Regions from separate parts of the Mus musculus genome. Here region 1 is linked to region 2. The links are chromatin contacts, called in public HiChIP or PLAC-seq maps. All regions are on one chromosome and are shown on one strand. Each heading gives the region's core, a stretch centred on a gene start, on an enhancer-like site or on the middle of the called end of the contact. The rest is flanking DNA. Distances are from core to core; before and after follow the strand shown.

Evidence for each region. HiChIP or PLAC-seq counts read pairs in DNA pulled down with a chosen protein or histone mark.
Region 1: an H3K27ac HiChIP or PLAC-seq map of stem cell-derived neural progenitor cells shows a contact between it and region 2, with 2.2 times the contacts expected there. The contact joins two enhancer-like sites. A contact is called at or near these places in 1 of 15 datasets of contacts at CTCF or cohesin (embryonic stem cells), 3 of 484 Hi-C or Micro-C datasets (beige adipocytes and embryonic stem cells), 6 of 115 datasets of contacts at active chromatin or transcription factors (acute myeloid leukemia, astrocytes, large pre-B cells and 2 more) and 1 of 9 other capture datasets (embryonic stem cells).

What each region holds. Positions count from the first base shown.
Region 1 is chr14:79,322,540-79,328,433 of GRCm38.p6, forward strand. No RefSeq gene overlaps it. Among named protein-coding and RNA genes, the nearest start is that of Rgcc, 24 kb to the left of the region's middle. Within about 2 kb of position 2,177, at least 6 of the 459 cell types and tissues checked have an H3K27ac peak or open chromatin away from gene starts, as enhancers often do. A contact at or near this core is called in stem cell-derived neural progenitor cells, where this site is marked.
Region 2 is chr14:79,203,858-79,210,003 of GRCm38.p6, forward strand. No RefSeq gene overlaps it. Among named protein-coding and RNA genes, the nearest start is that of Gm4632, 7.7 kb to the left of the region's middle. Within about 2 kb of position 2,509, at least 59 of the 459 cell types and tissues checked have an H3K27ac peak or open chromatin away from gene starts, as enhancers often do. A contact at or near this core is called in stem cell-derived neural progenitor cells, where this site is marked.

The DNA of each region.
Region 1 (5,894 bases), core at 927-3,426, 120 kb after region 2:
CTGCTGAGCCCTCTTGCTGGCCCCATCTTTAGGAAAACTTCAAGCCTGTAGAAGAAAGTCCACTCCATCGACATTTCCTCCCCATCCTTTCCGCATGCACACACACCCAGCTCTTAAAAGCCATCGGTTGACCCCATCTCTGTGAGTTGTCTCTCCTGGACATTTCCTAGCCTGGAGTTAGACAAGTTGGCACTTCTTTCCTTTGAGTCCCCAAGGTTCGTCCATTCTGGAGCGTGTGCCAGCACCTCAGCTTTTCAATGCCAGATAACATCTCCACTGTAGAGATGTGCACAACTTACTGAGCTGCTCAGCCGCTGTTGGGAAAATTACTTTTCTTTTTCTTTTGGTTGTTACAAGTAGTGCTGTTGTGAACAACTGTGTGGAGCTGGAATCTCATCTTTTTAGGAATGGAGTTGCTTAATGTGAGGTTTGAACAACAGTGGTCCCTGTGGGGGTTTGAATAGGAATGGTCACCCCAGAGGCTCATGTGTTTGAATGCTTGACCCATAAGAGTGGCACTACTGGGGCTGGAGAGATGGCTCAGTGGTTAAGAGCACTGACTGCTCTTCCGAAGCTTCTGAGTTCAAATCCCAACAACCACACGGTGGCTCACAAGCATCCATAGTGAGATCTGATGCCCTCTTCTTCACTGTGTCTGAAGACAGCTACAGTGTATTTACATATAATAAATAAAGAAATAAATCTTTTCTAAAAACGAGAAAGATTTTTTAAAAATGAGTGGCACTATTAGGAGGTGTGGCCTTGTTGGAGGAAGTGTGTCACTCTACGGGTGGGCTTTGAGGTCTCCTATGCTCAAGCTACACCTAGTGTGGTACACAGTCTCTCCTTGCTGCCTTCATTATAAAGATGCAGAACTCTCAGCTCCTTCTCCAGCAGCATGTCTGCTTGTATGCCACCAAGTTTCCATGTGTCACTGGGGGCCTTTGAGGTTTCAAAATCCCAGGCCATTTCCAGTTAGCATTCTTTTTGTTGTTGTTGTTTTTGGTTTTTGGTTTTTTGGTTTTTTCAAGACAGGGTTTGGAGTGTTTATACTAGAAAGCCAATAAATTCTCCTTATCAAACACAATTCTCCCTTATTAAAAATGTTCACAATTGGGGGCTGGAGAGATGGCTCAGGGGTTGACAGCACTGACTGCTCTCCCAGAGGTCCTGAGTTCAATTCCCAGCAACCACATGGTGGCTCACAACCATCTGTAGTGAGATCTGATGCCCTCTTCTGGTGTATCTGAAGACAGCTACAGTGTACTCGTACACATAAAATAAATAAATCTTTTAAAAATAAATGCGCACAATTGACTTTCAGCAAATATTACCCCATTCCTGTTGGTACTCCCCCTTAACATAAACAAGCATATCTTGGGAAGTGGCAGACCAAACCATCACATGACAGCTTGGGAGGAGTGGAAGCTGTGGCCTGCTGCCTTGGGACTTCATCCTTTTCTGCTCCAAGCCCCTATTCTGACCTCCCCCTTTCTATCTCCTCCCAACTCAGCCAGGTATAATCACATCTCCTCTACTCTTTTTTTTCCCCATCAACATTTCTAATTATATATTTAAGGGTGAATAATTATGAAACAGTTGCTGTGGACAGGAGATGGAGTGTGCATGCACCAACATACACACACACACACACACACACACACACACACACACACATGCTAGAGGCCACAGACTCTCTGAAATAAAATGGTTTAAGGAGCTGTTGTAGACACTAGCAAGAAAAGCGCTGCATCCTGGGACCCCCAAGCGCCAGCAGAAGGAGCAGCAGGCTTTCGGAGTGTTGGGCAGTGTCCACTGAACAAGAACTAAGCATTGTGATTTAATGAACAGTTGGAGAGGGAAGTTGTCTGTTCCGACCTAGTTTCCCCGTGGACATGGATGGAGCAGCGTATAAAGCCGGCAGACTTGGAGGGAAGGTGGCTAGGGCAGTAATGAAACTTTAACTTTAGGTTTTACCTTTCAAATCGCCAGAATACTATTCCCACCTTGCCAGCTGATCAACTTTCCTCACCTCTGCTCCCCTCCAGTCTCCAATGCTTGAAGCTCAACTCAAGACAGCTTGGAATTCTGCCCAAGGCTCTACAGCACAGTGTTTGTATTGAGCTCATTGCTAATCAGAACCCTCCCGCTGGACTTGGGCATTATGTACTGAAAAGGTAGGCTTTGTCTGTGATCTCAACACACTGGTGAGAAGTAGGAGATTCTGCATGAAGGAATAACTAACAGCAGGTCCCTTGTGCTTCGAACACTACAGAGGACCCATAGGGAGAGAAAACAGCAGACTAGAAAGTCAGTGTCTCTGGACCTTTGCTTCTACACAGGAGTCTGAGTTTTCTTTCTTTCTCTCTTTTGTTCATTCCTGAATTTGCAAATACTATATATATATATGTGTATATATATATATATATATATATATATACACATATATATATATATATGCAAGGCTCGAAGCCCTGGCTTACATTTTCCAAGTTGTATCCAGTTTCCATGAGCTTGTTTTGAGATTGTCTTTCTATGTCGCACTGGCAGTTGTGGAGCTCTTGATGTAGAACAGAGATCCTTCTGCCCCCTCCCCCACCCCCACCCCCCACCCCTTCCCCCGTGCTGGGATCAAAGGCATGCACCACTATGCTCGGCTAATGTTTGTAGTATAAGCCCAGGAGTCCCAATGTTTGGTATATACAGATTTACAAGTATCACACCTTCTTGATGGACTTCTCCTTTTATTAGTATAATATGGAAGAAATCAGAACATGGTTGGGGGCAGGCAGGCAAGAGAGATAAAGAACAACACAAAATAAAAATACGTACGTACAAAAATGTCACAGTGAAACCAGCCCATGCCTTTGTATGATAACCAAAAGAATAGAAGGCAACAAATAAATAGAATTCTCTGAAATACCTTTGAAAGAGCCAAATGGATGTTTCAACTCAACAAATGGATTTACATACCAGGCAGTGTTCTGTACATGGGATGAATGCATGACACAAAATTACTCCTAATTAAGTCAACTGCGAAATGTCGACAACAATTTTGGCCCTGGTGGTGTTTTCTGGTCCACAGCACCTACAAACCTTGAAACCTCCCAGATGATGCTTTGGAACCAAGTCCTAATGAGGTGACTGGTGACTGAGGATCTTGTAGAGCCTCAAATTGGGGCTGGTGTTAGAGAAAGCCAATGACAGGGTCAGACGGCTCGGGTTTTGACCCCAGACCATCCCATCTGCAAGGAGCCTAAATATAGGCTTGATTGCTCCTGGCCAATTTTCAGTCTACCATACCTAATGTATTCTCCATTACAGCCAGGCTGAGGGCCTTCTAGGTTCCCATAATCCTCTGGAAGTGTTAGCAGAGCGAAGCACCCAAACTCATGAAAGCGATGTCTCCACCCTCACCTCTTCCCATCTGACTGAACACCTGCATCCTTTCTAATATTCTATAAGAAACAAGTTAGTAGTCGGGTGTGGTGGCGCACGCCTTTAATCCCAGCACTCGGGAGGCAGAGGCAGGTGGATTTCTGAGTTCCAGGCCAGCCTGGTCTACAAAGTGAGTTCCAGGACAGCCAGGGCTATACAGAGAAACCCTGCCTCAAAAAAACAAAAAGAAAAGAAAAGAAAAGAAAAGAAAAGAAAAGAAAAGAAGAGAAGAGAAAAGAAAAGAAAAGAAAAGAAAAGAAAAGAAAAGAAAAGAAAAGAAAAGAAACAAGTTAGTGCATGCTTCCCTGAGCTCTAGGACCGTTCTAACAAATGATCCAACTGGAGGAGAGGACCACAAGGATTTCCAGCCAGTCAGTCAGAGGCACTGAATACCTAGACTTCAGCCGTCTTGTGGGACTGGAGCCCTTAACCTGTGGGAGCTGATGTTACTAAGTTCAGGCAGACACAGTCAGAATTGACATGAAGTATAAGACACCCAGCTAGTATCAGGGACCTGGTCTTTGTTAGGGGAAAAATACACAAATGTTTGTTGACAGAGTGTTCTGGGTTGAGTGTTAAGAAACAAACCAATCCGTCTTACCCTGTATGACTTATTCTGGGATGGTACCAGTGAGGTAACCAAAATGAGCCTTCCAGTTTGAAAACATGACAGAATCTTGTTTCCTAGAAAATATGCTGACAAGAAGTAGAAGCCCAGGAGGGTGGGACCCTGCCTGAGGCCAAGCCCTATTCCTCTCACCCTGAGATCAACACTGTCTTCCCACACAAAATGCTCACGCTGCCATTTAATGTCAGGTAAACAGACTTGTACTTAGTAAAAGCTTCGTGGAATTGTTCATCTCTACAGAGGGCAGCCACCAGCAACCTACTGGATCAGGAACCCACGCACCATCAAAGAGGAAAAGCATCCGTGGTAAACACCCGAGGTGATGAACCTGCTCCCAAAGAGCAAAGACAAAAACTAACTCAACCTGCCGCACAGACACACATGCTCGTTCTTTTTTTTTCTTTTTTGGTTTTTCCAGACAGGGTTTCTCTGTATAGCCCTGGCTGTCCTGGAACTCACTTTGTAGACCAGGCTGGCCTCAAACTTCTGCCTCTGCCTCCCAAGTGCTGGGATTAAAGGCATGCACCACCACCACCTGACTACACATGCTCATTCTTAAGAAATAAACAAATAAGGTAAATAATACTGAGTTGGAAAGCCTGCCCTCTAGTGGGAGAAATAACGAACTGACCGCCCAACTGCATCATTTCAGAAACCACGGTCCTGAACCAACGATGCATATAAACATAGATAGAAGTCAGGGAACAGCTATGAGCACTTTCTATGGGGTTTTCTGGGACCTGTTCTCAGGGGCTTTCTTGTTGGACAGACAGGACCTGGACCTCACACCAGGTCAGCCTGATACTACGAGATTACTGGGGATGACAGGCAAGAACGCAGTTCAAAGCTGAAAGGGATGGGTCTGGGTCAGACCCGGAGTTGAGACATTGTGTGGCCTTAAGAAAACTGTTACCTTTGAGTCGTGTCTAATGAGGATGACAATTATGGTAGATAAATACGCTGCAGCAAGGGTGCAAGCTAGAAAGGAGACAACTTCTAGGACACACAGCTATCTTGCAAGGTTTGAAAAAGGTGTCCCTTTTGGTGGAGGAACTGCAAATGATGCCCCTTTTGAGAAGAACTGCCTAATGTTAGCACTAGTCCCCAATGGCTATTTAATTTAGGTGAAGGGGCCAGCAAGATGGCTGTTGGGAAAAAAGTTTGATAATGAGTTCTATCTCCAGGGTCTATCGTGGAAGGAGAGAACTGACTCCTGCAAGCTACACACACACACACACACACACACACACACACACACACACAGAGTGAATAAATATTAAAAGGTCTTTATGTCAGGCTTGGTGGTGCAGGTCTTTCATGTCAACACTTGGAGGCAGAGGCAGGTGGATGTTAGTGAGCACAAGGCCAGCCTGGTCTACATGGAGAGTTCCAGGGCAGCCAGGGCTACACAGTCACAGTGTCTCAAACAGAAACCAAGCAAACAAAAAACCTTTGCATTTAAAGTTAAACATTGAAAAGCAGTTCTTCATACTCACTGGTCATATGTCAGTGGTCATCCACAGGTGGCCAGAGCTACCCAGATGCACAGAAAGGACTGTCCGACAGCTGTACTTTTGTTGTTGTTGTCTTTTGTATTGTATGCTTTTCCTCTTTGATGGTATTGGATTTATTTATTGCCTCCTTTCTTTCCTTCCTTCTTTCCTTCCTTCCTTCCTCTCTCCCTTCCTTCTTTCCTTTCATCCTTCCACCCATCCTGCTGTCCCCACCCCCACCCCCCCCACCCCCTCCACAACCCTTTAACCTTTAGCCTTTTCCCCTTCTCTGGCTTTCTTTAATGCAGCATTCCCCACTGTGTATCCTCCATTGG
Region 2 (6,146 bases), core at 1,259-3,758:
CTGAAGGATTTTTCTCTAAACGGACCCTGAGGCTTTGAAGGCCCATTACTGGGTTTCACTGGGTTTCTGAGCACAGCCTAATCAGAGGTCCCCAAAGGCCAGCACCAAAGTCCACCCTCCCTGCACCTGGCTCCCTCCTGGGCCGGCCAGGTCAGCCAACTTGAAATTCCTCAGTGGACCCAGCACAGAGATGCAGAGAGAGGGAAACAGAAAATGGTTGCTTTATCCTCCATCTGTATTTGCTTCCAACAAAGGCAGTAGAAGAGAAATCCCCCAACCTCTAAGCCAGTCTCCCCTTACATGAGCAACCTGTTCTGAAACCGCATCTCTGGAGGGCCGCAGTCAACTTCAAAATCCACCCAATAATATATAGAGCAGAAAAACACTTAAATGAACAGGGATGTGTAGTAAAGATCTTACCTGCTGCCTTGAGCTGCTAACATTTGCTCTGGCGGCACGACTAAAATTCCAATTTTCTACTGGTAGTGGGGAGAATTTATAACTCTAGTTAGAACACTAGTCTGTAGAGAGGTTTTAGATCCTGAGTCCCATTAACTACCTGGCAAACTTGAGCCAGTCTTCTGGGTCTCATTTGAACTAAGCCAATGCCTTAAGATGTTTGAAGAAAAAAAATACTAAAACTACAGTTCTGTGTTCCTGTGGCTTGTTCTGGTTTCTTGTAATAGCCATGCCACTTCGGTGTAACCTACGAGCATATTTAGCACATGGTAGCCTGTCTCCCAGCACACAGGACCTTGGCGCCTCTATCAACCACACTGTTGCTGACTGAATGTGAATATTTCCTTACATGAGCATCATCAATATGACACAAGAAGGATCTTTCGCTCAACAGATGAGGGTTCTGCCTGTTGTTTCCAGCTTTGAACAGTAAAAGTGCAGACGAGTCAAAAAGATCAAGGATTGAAAAGCTACTGTACATGCAAGAGCTCACCCTAGCTGAACAATGCCAAGCGCTCAACATGTATGCATGTTGAGCTCTGCAAACTCAGCCTGCTCCAGAGGGGTGTGCTTGCCTACCATCTCAGATGGAGGTGCAGTCTGAGCACTGTCTGAGGCGTCAACCTTCAAACGCAGACATGCGCAGCATGCGCTGACCTCTGGAGTGCCAGGGTCATGTGTAACTTTGAACTTGAGGAGTGTTTGTGGTATTTGGGCCACTCAGAGCAAAATACAGCACTCTTAAAGTGGCTCGGATCACGGAGGGTGGTGAGAACACCATGCTCTGCTTCAAGAAATCCTGTCAAGGGATGTGAGCCACTTTGTAAGGTTGTCCCTCCCCTGTGGCCCACAGGCACCAGACACCACAGGCTTCGGAGTAGTTAGTGTATATGAGGATAAATTTGGCCTCTGAAGACAGTGGTGTGGCCACAGAGGAGTCTCAGCATGTAAGGACTTATTGATATCAAACCCAGATGAAGCGGTAGTAATAGTAGCTGGCATGACCCGGAACTGAAAGGGAACAATGGCTCTAAGCCTCATGGAGCAGGTATGCACTTCATGTAGGTCTCAAGATGGCCGCATGAACCTGACAGGATCCTCCCTGTAGTTGGTCTCATGGTACCAGGCCATACGTGAAGCCTTTCAGACTTAAGGAAAAAGAGGTGTATTTACTCAGAGGATATTAAAACTGGACTTCCTCGTGCTGGGATGTTTATATTCATAAATGCAGACACTGATTTAATGACGCTGTCAGTTCCCTTATTCTACACTAGTAACACTTCTACGGTGGGAACTCCAGAAACAGTGAATCTCACCAAGACTGGTTGGTCCGAGTCCTTGTGTAGAAGTTGCATAGCCCACATGAAACTGGGCCCTAGGAAGAAGAAAACAGTGATCACCTCTGCGCCATCCTGACAGAAACTACAAGGCGAAGCTGGAACTAGCCTGATTGATTGGACAGCCTTGGTCTTAGCGCGGCCTGTGGGAGACTCTCGCTCCTGAGGAAACCGAAGAAACTGCATCCAGGCCAGGGAGCTCAGAGCCCAGAAATGCACATACATGCACACATACACACATGCATGCATATGGGCATGTTCATGCACGCACACACATACATACATGCACACACACATGCACACACATTCACATACACATCCACATACACGCATGCATGCACACGTACACTCACGTACACCCACACACGCACACATACTCACACACACAAAGAGAAGATGGTAAGTGAAGAAGACAAGAAGGTCGGTTGATGTACACACAAGGTTGATAAATTGAAGAAGGGGTCCCTCTCGGGTGGATTTCCTTTAGTGTTCTCAGAGGTTTGAACAACTCCATTCAAGGCTGACGGGTATAAGCAAGCACATTCATTACAGGCTCTCGAACAAAGGTTTGGAACCACATGTGGAACACTAGCACTAAAGAATCTTTCTCCCTGTGACCTTTCTTAGACACTGGAGGAGAAGGGCAGGCCCTGGGCGGCAGAGGCAGAGGACTGTAACAGCTCCTCGGGCCGCCTGAAAGCAGACATTCAGTTGCTTGGCTGGAGTACAGCTCCACACAGCTGGCCTGGCTCTGTGCCTCCGCGTCTGAAGTCTATCCTCAGAATGGCGTATCTCAGTGAGAAAGGATGCTCCGTCATAATACAGATCCCCCTGCATGGCCATCCATCATCACGGCTTGCTTGGAGTCCTTTTGTCCACACGCTCTCCCCAAACAACAGCTGGGGTGAATTTGAAAGCCCCCGAGGCAGAGGAACTGTGGTTGGGGTGAGGACAGAAGGGGCTGTGTTTGTTATTCTTGTGTCATGGTGGCCAAATACCAGACAGAAACAGTTTAGGAGAGGGAAGGTATATCTGGACTTATGGTTCCAGGGGTTTTCAGTCCACTCTGAGAGGAGATCCCAGGAAAGATGATAGCCCCAGGACAGCATGGCAGAGCAGCAAAGATGATAGCCCCAGGACAGCATGGCAGAGCAGCAAAGATGATAGCCCCAGGACAGCATGGCAGAGCAGAAGCAGAGAGAATCTTGAAAGGCACAGGCCGCCTTATGACTCACGTCCTCCAGGACACATTCGATTGTCATGGAGAAGAACCAGAATGGTTTCAGGAGGGGGAAAAGACATTATAACTCTACATTTTTAAGTATCCGGAGGGTGCTGATGCTGGGAAGGAGGTAGCTGACTGAGCACAGAAGAGAAAAGGAGAGGAAAAGTTCACTATGATGGCATGCATGAGGGGTGTCCGTGTGTATGTGCAGGCCTCGGGGAGGGTTATAGGTCAGAGAGTCAATGGCACATGTCTTCTTTCATTGCTCCCTTCTTTAGTTTTTGAAACAGGGACTCTTACTGGAACCCGTGCTCACAGATTAGTTGTACTCTGGCCAGTCAGCACCAGTCTCTACCTCTACCACTGGGCTTATATGGGTATGCCACCACATCTGGCTTTTTCCATGAGTGCTAGGGTAAACACACGTCCTCTTGTTTGCTTGCATATCACCCCGTATGCCCCTTCCACAGCCCAGGAACTTTTTGTTTTGTTTTGTTTTGTTTTTTTTGAGACAGGGTTTCTCTGTGTAGCCTAGGTGTCCTGGAACTCACTTTGTAGACCAGGCTGGCCTCGAACTCAGAAATCCACCTGCCTCTGCCTCCCAAGTGCTGGGATTAAAGGTGTATACCACCACCGCCTGGCTGGAACTATTTTTTTAAGCTGATGTTAATTTTTTTGGAGGCATCTGATCTTTGTTAAGAAACTTTCATAAAACCATGTTTTGTAGAGGCTGGTTACAGACTCTTCCAAAAAACTTTCTAGTGAGTCAAATATGACGGCAGATGCCCAAGATCTCCTAGGCAGAAGAATCATGAACTCAAGGTCAGCTCTGGCAATGTCATTCCAGGACACCCTGAGCTGTGAATCAAACCCCTGTTTCAACAAGAAACCAAGTTTCAGCAGACAAGTTCAATAAATGAAACAAAACAAAAAATGGTGGTAGACTATGCTCAAAATATAAGATACACTTGTAAGAAAATGTCCTTATATAACACAGTACCATGTATAATGAATATTCACAATGAAGATTTAAAATACAAAACCCAAATGTATTTCCAAGTGTAGGAGGCCCCATCAAAGCACACCATTACCATTTCCCCTTCACTGGACACGAGGAATATGTTCTAATGTGAACAGGCTCACATTAACGCCATCCAGTCCTCACTGGAGTGAACGTGAGAATTCCAAATCTCTTTTCACAAGATCCGCATGGATCATAGAGCCAATGTATCCAATGAGGCTGGCATGGCTTCTGCTTCTGCAAGGAAAGTGGCTTTAAGGGTCAGGGCCTCCTAGGGAGTATGTGGTTCCTTTGCATAGGTCCACACAGGTCTTCTGTGAACAGAGACTGTATGACACGTGCTATAAGTCAGACTCCCCAAGGGATGAGCTACAGGAGAGAGAGATCAATGATATTTGGGTTGAAAAGACCTAGTTTCTTAGCCCGCTCCACCCCTTCCAGCCACGGCTACCTGAGACACCCCAAAGTTCTTGGATCAGGTTCTTCACCCCTGAAATGAGGACAATCCCATCTCCCCTTTATCAGAGAACTGAAATAAAATAACCAAGGGACTCCATCAACCATAAGTGAAAGCCTGTGTAAGAGGTATTTGGAGATTGTCCCCAAAATGTATTTATTGGGGTGGTTTCCTGCACACCTCAATTCTGGTACTGTTAGCTGAACTTCTGAGGAACACCCTTCTGGGAGCTTTGCTTTTCTTCCTAGAGACACAGGACTGTAGAGCAGCCAATGTACAAAATCAGCATTTGTGCCTGGCCAGCAGCCCACTGCCATCACAGCATGCTGTCATCCCACATCCACAAACCAGGGACCAGAGTTCTGCACCCAGTGCTATGCTTTCTTTCTCTTCACTTCTGGGAAGAAGACAGCCATCCTCTGAGAGTCTTGCTTTTGTGGGAAGGCCATTGATACCCCAGAAGCAAAAGACATTTGATTTTAGGTCCATGGTGGAAGGTAACACCTGGCATTGAGAGTCTCCTTGACCAGTTTTGCTTGAGAACCATGACATCCTGATCAAACATCTCAGACCTTGTTCAGAGCCCAGAGTGGCCTCTTTCCCAGCAAAGCTGCCGGAGGGGTGAAGATGTCAGGGCAGGTAACTGAGGTTAGCCAGATCCTCAACTTTACTTTTTGCTAGGAGCAAGTGGAGTCCATTCTCTGACTTCTTTATGATGATGAATTAACTGTTTCTTGGGATCTAATGACCTATCTCTCAGAAGGGTCAAATAACCTGTCTTAGAAGTGGTTCCCGGCAGTTTACACTGCAAGCACAGGCCTCCTCAGGAGGCTGATCAGATTGGACAATCTTAAAGACTATAATCAAAGACATCTCAGATGACCTCTCACCTGTACTCTTCCCTCAGCCCAAGAGAAGCCTCTGACTCAGCTAGTTGTTATTTAGATACTCTGCAAAGGATTGGTCTCATTAGTCAAATCTTTCTGGCAGTAACAGAGGAATATATACAAAGACTTAAGGGCATGAGGATGCAGCCCTCATGAATGTGTTTGTGGACTATCTGAGTTATGACAGAATGCCACAGGTGATCATTTATAAAGCACACCATTTTTTTTTTCTGGGAAGAGAAAACTTTATTTTTGTGTTTAAACACCATTCCCTGCACTTTTGAAGATGACCATCCCCATTCTGCCCCCTCCCCCAGACTTCCCCTGTGAGACAGATTCTGACCAAGGGAAGGGTGGCTGTCACTTGTCTGCTCTTTCAGGCCTGGGTCTAGTGTTCACTGAATTGTTGTGAGACAGGCTAAAGATCAAAGCCAAACCCCATCCTTTATGAAATGAGTTTGTTCAGTTCAAGTTCACATTTAAATTTCATTGTCATTGGAACAAATTTTGAGTTAGCTAGATAACTTTAAAAGAGAATCAAAAGGCATAGCGCACCTGTCATTTAAACAAAGTCTTTCCAGACTAAAAATACATTTATAGCTTCTGGTTTCCATCTGTGTCAGAGCTAATCCCATGCCACAGCACTCCATACCCAAATACCACCAGGAAAGTTATGGTCTCCCAGGAATGTGGGCACAACTGTGAGCACAGGTAAGACTACCACTTCTGCTCAGAGGGGACCCATCTGGAGCCCTCAGGT